Linked DNA regions of Mus musculus: region 1 is linked to region 2. The links are chromatin contacts, called in public Hi-C maps. All regions are on one chromosome and are shown on one strand. The core of a region is the stretch at or near the end of the contact, and the rest is flanking DNA. Distances in the headings are between cores, read along the strand shown. Region 1 holds the start of Il13 (interleukin 13). Region 2 overlaps Kif3a (kinesin family member 3A).

Region 1 (3,269 bases), core at 363-2,862, 44 kb after region 2:
AGTGGGGCTTAGAGAAAAGAAGCCAACAGCCAATAACCGCCGCCACATCCCCTCAGGCCAGGTTCCTTACCCCGCCAGCGGCCAGGTCCACACTCCATACCATGCTGCCGTTGCACAGGGGAGTCTAAGGAAGCAAAGAGACCGTGAGTAGACCGGTAGCAGGAGTCACAGGCCTACCCCAGCCAGGCCAGGCCCACAAGCATCCCTCGGGTAGCATAGAGCCTGGCTTGACAACCCCTCAACACCCTATGCTTCGCTGTCTAGTCTGCATAAGGAGCTAGGGCAGGAAATAGAGTCTTGGAGCTGAAAGAGGGAAACTGAGTGGCTGTTGGCAGGGGAAATGCCTTATCTGAAGCTTGCCACTGTCTGGGCAGGAGGACGGGGGTCTACAGAGAAGGCCAGAGTGAGGTTTTATAAAGGAGGGGTGGGGGAGGCTGCTGTTGACCTAGTCAAGTCAAGTGGGAGGCAGTGGGAGCCTAGTGGACCACTTCTCTTCTCTGAATGAGACACCATGTTAGGGACACACACACGAGGCCTCAGGTGAGATTCTTAAAAGGCTTGAGTCTGACATTAGCCTCCCTGGACCTCACAAAAGGAAACCACCATGCCAGCCTCTGGGGGTGTCAATAAAGATAAGACAGCATCCAGTGCCAGGCTTGGCAGTAATCAGTGGTCAGATGCTATGAGCTGATTTTCCAGTAGAGAGAGGAGTTGGCGTCACTGCGTCCTGTCCCACTGACTGAAACCCTGACAGGGACATGGGTTAAGAAATCCAGATGGACATGACATGGGAAACCCAGCTGGCAGATGCCAAATGGTTCTAGGAAGCTGCTGGCTCGTCCCGGTTTTCCTCTGTGGAAGAGTCCCGAGCTAGTAGAAGTGGGGCCAGGCCTCGGGTGACTCTGCCAACCCCTGCAAGGTCCATCTGTTAGCCATGGCCACGCCATTTTGAGAAAATCCTCCATTTTGGATAAACAGTGGTCGCCACTCCTACACGTCCCTGATAACGACTAGCCAGTCATTATCAGATCAGATAAGGATCAGCTGGCCCTCTTGCTTGCTTCTTTGAATACTGATAGCAAGCTTTGGACCAACATCTCAACTCTTCCCTGTCCCCATAACTATCCCTAGGCTATGAGCAGTTGGAGAGCTGTCTGGTTTCCCCATCCAGAGGTTTCTTCTCCACGGGTTTTCTTAGATTAAACCTGTCCTGTTGTAAAGGTCTTTTCTTTGGGGGAACCCTTTACTGTCCATACACTGTTGCACCCTCCCCCCCCCCAAGTTAGCTGCTCTTCTTCCTCATTTTTGAGCCCGGTGACCAGGGGGCTTCGTCTGTCACTCACACAGGCCCAGACCCAGCCTGCTCATGACCTCTTCCGGGAAGGGGCTGTGTGTGCTACTCACCTGGTCTTGTGTGATGTTGCTCAGCTCCTCAATAAGCTCCTTAAGGGTCAGAGGGAGAGACACAGATCTTGGCACCGGCCCTGGGGCGGCGAGACCACCAAGGCAAGCAAGAGCCAGGACTGCAGTCACCCAGAGCGCCATGAAGCCCAGAGCCAGTGAGAGAACCAGGGAGCTGTAGAACTGTGGGCTGGCCTAGGCTGCTGGCTTGTGGCCTTAGCCTGTTGAAGCAGCTTTTATAAACCAAAGTGATGACGCCTCACCCCTGGTCTCTGCTTTGTTGGGCATTATCTGAAAACCACATCTTTACTCATCTTGAATTTTTTTTTTTCTTTTTTGGAAAATCCAGTGGCCGCTAAAGGAAAGAGTCTGATTTAGTGGATTTATTGAGAAGGGTCTGGGACAGGGTTTCCAGGTTCTGGGTGGTTTATTTCCACGGTGGGCATCAGCAAAGCTAACTTCCGCCCCAGTAATTCCACCCGCTGACCGCCCCAAGCTCCTGAGCAGCCAGCCCAATGCTGACCCCTTGATCACTAAGTACTTGTCACCCTTTGGGCAGGTGAGTATCAGTCTATTAGCTGTGAGAATTGGGGAAGTTTTCTCCTTTCTTTCTTTCTTCCTTCCTCCCTTCCTTCCTTTCTTCTTTCTTTCTTTTCTTTTTTTCTTCTTAATTTCAACAAACGTATCTGATAAATCACCAAAGCAATGCATGGTTTGGATACAAAATTTAAACAGGACAGAGAGACTAAGAAGCCACTTCCAACCACACTATTGTTCCTCAGCTGCACGAGTGGGAGGGATATAGACGTTTGTACTGCCCAAAGGTTCGCTGAAATGCAGCTGGCTCAGGTATTCCCCTGACCTTTAAGGAGTAAATCTCTTCTGATGCTAATTCTGCCAGTGGGCAGCTTGAACACCCGGCCCACCAGTGTCTTCTCTTGACCCTTCTGTTGGGACACTATATCTGGGTTGGGCCAGCAGCAGGCTGCCCAAACTCCAGCCCAGGCCAAAGAGCATTAATGCTGTTGATAAGGCCGAGACTGTGGCCATCACACTCCCCCAGCCCCCACCCCTACCCCAACCTCCACGTCTCCGCAGAAGCTGCGCTGATCCTGCAAGGGCCTCAAATTTCCCAGAATGTTGAAAATGATTGGAGCTGCAGCATCTCTGCTGCAGGGACACCCGCACATAGCCTTTTCCCTACTCTTTCCTCATACTGAGCCACCCACCCCCTGCAGAGGCCGCAGCATTTGCCTATTGGGTAGTGATGTCAAGATGCACCCTCACCCACTTCCTCCCTCAGGCCAGCAGAGGCCCCTCCATGGCCCCTCTTCTTTCTCAGACTCTTTCCCCACCCGTTTCTTCTCCTCAGCCAGATTCCATCTTCTCACAAATTTCCTGACGCCCTCACTCCTGCAGGGCCTAGTCCTGCCCAGCTCCCTTCCCACTGGGGAAAACATGACAGCTTTCTGTCCACAGTGGAGGTGCCCCCCGACCTTCTACAGATCTGGGAACTGGAAATCTGCCTCCGTCCCTTGTGCCCTCCCGGGATTTGAAGTGCCTTGCCTAGCCAAATGACCCCTGTGGGGCCTCAGTTTCTCAATCTGGAGGACAGGGCAAGGTGGCAGATCCCTTGGAGGTCTCCTGGGGTGGGGAAAGGCTTGGGGAAACACCTTGGGCGCTGCATGGGTGAGTCAACGGCCCCTGCCCCTCAAGACAAGCAGAAGGCATGCGGGCAGCAGCAGGTAGGCGCCCCACCCCCCCCGCGCGTGGGAGAAGGCGCACTGGCGCGGCGATGGCCCGCGGAGATAGAGGCGCGGCCTTATGTAACGGGAGATGGGGTCGATAAGAGGACGCCCGCGCCGCCT
Region 2 (3,435 bases), core at 725-3,224:
CTTCCAGGCAGTAGCAGCAGCAGTAGCTCAGACTCCACATGTTCTGTCATAGAGAAGCCCCTGGATGAGTTCTTGCCTCGTGAGTGGCGGCCCTCACCTTCTCTAACAGAGCTCTGGCTTCTCCATCACTCATGGGCTTCATTTGGGAGATGCTGCCCCACTCCCTGTCATGACTGGTCCATGTTGGGCTCCCTGTAGAACAAGCATGTGATCCCCACCCTGCCATGGCGTCAGTGAACTGTGAAACATAGGCCAGAGCCTATGTTTGAGACAGTGGGAGAGAGATTCATGCTTTTGCCACTGAGATAATGTAAGAGAGCCAGTAAGCTGTGTGAAAGAATAATTCACAGGGTTCTTTCTTATGCCTCATACATTTTAAATTCTGGTCGGTGTAAGAGACACAAACAACAAATCTTGAATCTCTACAAGCACAAATTAAAGTTTGTTGGTGCAGCAGCACACACTGTAACAAGCCATACGTGCTCCAGATAAAGCGATGTGTGAAGCCCGAGGCGGAGAGAGAAGCCTGAGTGGTGCTTCATGCCAACCACATGCTTCCCTGCTACGGTACCAGGTCCTTTTTAAGACTCTGAGATGTGATTAGAAAACTCAGTCACAGAGTTCATAAACTCGGTCCAGACTTACTTCAGACTGAGATTTTATTATAAACCATTAAGTTGAAAAGCGCTATGTACCTTTGTCTATTTCTACTTTCAGAAGAAAATGGAAGCCATGCTTGCTTCCCCAGCTCGCTCGCAGCTTGCTGTCTCTTAAAGCATTATCTGTATCCTTACCTGCTCCAGACTAATGGCAGAGACCGTTGCTTTCAGCTGTACTAGGGAATAGTTCAAGAATCTCAAGACACTGTGTCTGTGACACTGTAGAAGCAAGTTACCAGAAGAGCTGACCTCCCCGGATAACTTATAAAATGCACGGCATTGTTCAGACATCACATAGAAGCACAGTTTTGTGTATAAACTGTGAAGTGAGAGAAGTACCTGAGCAGGCAGCAGCATTGTTCTCCAGTTTTCTGTTCTAAAACTTACATTCTTAGAGAGTAGCTACATGAAAGTGGGTTGTGAAATGAGTTGTACCTTATTCAATTCAAGACCTTTCTTTCCAATTCAAGAAGCTTTAATTGCTGTTTGCATAGTGAACACTTACTTTCTGTTGTTGTAACATGGATGTGTTGGGGAGTGGAGAGCATGTGGGTGCTGTGTTAACTGTGTGTATGCCCCCTCCCATTAAAAAATGCAAATGGCCGCTCAGTGTCCCTTGCTTGAATCATCAGTTGTCATTTTCTTCTCTAGTCGTTAAGTACCCAGAACAATCCACCATAGGCGGAATGGGAGTTTGCTACTATACAGGTGCACTTCATTTTATGTAACTAGAGCTGCTTACAAATCAAGTTGGAAAATAAAATATTATGAACTGAATGCCTTTAAAATTCATTAATCCTTTTGTTAGTCACATGATCAGTATAAACTACTGTAAATTAGTTTATCTATTTTGTTGCTTCAGGTCTACCTGGTAGATTTTCTTTAAATGGGGGACACCTGTAATGGGTTTTTATATAGGAAGAAAAAACATTGAATTGGGAAATTTTGGAAATGGACAATGAGAGCTTTGCTACTTTTAATTTACTAATTTTAAAAATTGACTTCGTTTGCCCTTCTAGCTATTTTCCAGGTCTTAGCAGGTTCCCAATTCCATGTCTGTCACCCATCAGCATAAGCACATGCTCTGAGCGGTACCACCTGCAGGGGGCGCTGTGGGCACCTGAGATTGCGCGGGAACCACAGGGTGAACTGAGGCTAGCATTCGTGCTTGTCTTACCGAACGAACATGCTTTCTTTTTTCTGTCGGCTCTGTTTCAGTTTTGATTATTTGATTCATGTCTGTGCTCGTGCTAAATGAGTGCTGTTACACGTTTTCTCTGTTTTACAAAGGAAATAATGTTTTCCTCTCTTCCCTCCCCATCTCTGTGCACACGCTTCCTGTCTGCGGCTCGCTTACCTTACCGCTGCTTTGCAAGACCAAGCAGGTTGGTGTGATTGGCTGGCACTTCACCTGGTGCGCTCACTCATTTTCTCAAGACCTTTTATTTAAGTACTTGACTTTTTTATTTTAATAATTTTTACAAGGTAAGTATCTGTCTTTTTAAAACAATTCCATTTTAGCTATTTTAAAAGCCTTCTCCCCTAAATCCTTAAAGACCTATTAAGTCAGTTTTTGAAAATGTACTTGTACCTGATTTGACAGCATTTTCCTCCTCTTTTGAAGGCCAAGAGTCAGTTTTTATTGCCTACACCATGGGTTCTTGTGACACATGTGACATTAGTCGGGTTGTCACTTCCTGCAGCTCTACCCATGCCCACCCCATCAGGTCACCTTCACTTCGGTGGCCCCTGGCAGACAGGGCACTGGAAGGCTCACTACTTCTCTTTGACTTAGCTAAATACTTTTTATACTCACAACATGCCTTTTTAGATTTATTTACTTAAACTTTTTGTGCTAAATTTTATCAGTGAAAACTAGAAAAGTTTCTGAGGTTGGGTTTTTCCAAACCTTCTGGAGGTTTTGTGGTCGATGTTTTGTTTTGTTTTTTAATTGATTTGGTTGGTGAAACTGCGTGTGGTCCCGGGAATGAGCCCAGGGCTTTGCACATGGTGGCCAAGCACTGAGCTACGCCCCCATCTCCTTTAAAAAAAAAATCTCTTCAGAAGCATATGTAGACTCTTATGCCATTGGAGCGGTCCAAGTACCCATTGAGGGCACAGAAGGCAGATTGCTTCAGGCTCCTCACAGCATCCCCCAGTGGAGAGCAGGCTACTGGAAGCTAAGGCTTATATCTAGGGGAGCACGGGATACAAATTTATTCCTTAAAGATCTATGTAAAAGTTACTCTTGGTCACCAAATTTTTACACAGTCACATTTAGCTTAAAGTATTACTTGAAAAAAATAATGTGACTTGTCACAGTGATTCTGGCTAGAGCCACATGGGACTTGAATGTGTGGACCTTTGAACTGACCCTAGCTGTGTGCTCAGTGTCTTCATGAAACCCTCTTGAGCACGGTGAGGCGCTTGCATCTAAAGCACGGATTTGGAGGGATCACTGTGTAAGACAATCACCTCAGCAACAGACAGCATTTATACATCTTCCTATGCAGCCCTGTTTTGTATTACTGCCTCCTAATGGGTTTTTTGGAGCTGTTTATAACTATTAGCAAGACAAAACACTATGAGTCCAAAATTACATTCCCATATTGACCTGCACACCTCATCTCTGATCTTAGTACCCAGGCCTTCCACACACGCTGTTTTTGTTTTAACGTATTTACCATTTTTCTCTAAATGTTTGTAACCCTGAGGTGGAAGTTACATGATCTAAGGCGTATGTACTTCCTGTAAACCTGAGCTTAGACTTTTCTTC

What was found. Hi-C and Micro-C count contacts between places; a contact is called where the count stands out from the background.
Region 1: a Hi-C map of centroblasts shows a contact between it and region 2, with 1.6 times the contacts expected there. The contact joins the promoter of Il13 here to the enhancer-like site in region 2. A contact is called at or near these places in 13 of 39 promoter capture datasets (the 3T3-L1 cell line, 3T3-L1-derived adipocytes, the C10 cell line and 8 more), 5 of 15 datasets of contacts at CTCF or cohesin (CD8 T cells, the G1E-ER4 cell line, embryonic stem cells and 1 more), 91 of 484 Hi-C or Micro-C datasets (8-cell embryo, B cells, the Ba/F3 cell line and 54 more), 10 of 115 datasets of contacts at active chromatin or transcription factors (the 230-238 cell line, the HPC-7 cell line, the SCID.adh cell line and 7 more) and 5 of 9 other capture datasets (adipose tissue, embryonic stem cells, liver and 2 more).

Annotation. Positions count from the first base shown.
Region 1 is chr11:53,633,090-53,636,358 of GRCm38.p6, forward strand. It overlaps Il13 (interleukin 13), which reads right to left and starts at 1,613. Exons shown (of 4, transcript NM_008355.3): 1 at 1,405-1,613; 2 at 71-124. The coding sequence starts at 1,545.
Region 2 is chr11:53,588,682-53,592,116 of GRCm38.p6, forward strand. Kif3a (kinesin family member 3A) reads left to right here. Exons shown (of 18, transcript NM_008443.4): 10 at 2,036-2,044. Among named protein-coding and RNA genes, the nearest start is that of Kif3a, 23 kb to the left of the region's middle. Within about 2 kb of position 1,975, at least 29 of the 459 cell types and tissues checked have an H3K27ac peak or open chromatin away from gene starts, as enhancers often do. A contact at or near this core is called in CD8 T cells, DN2 thymocytes, the G1E-ER4 cell line and 8 more, where this site is marked.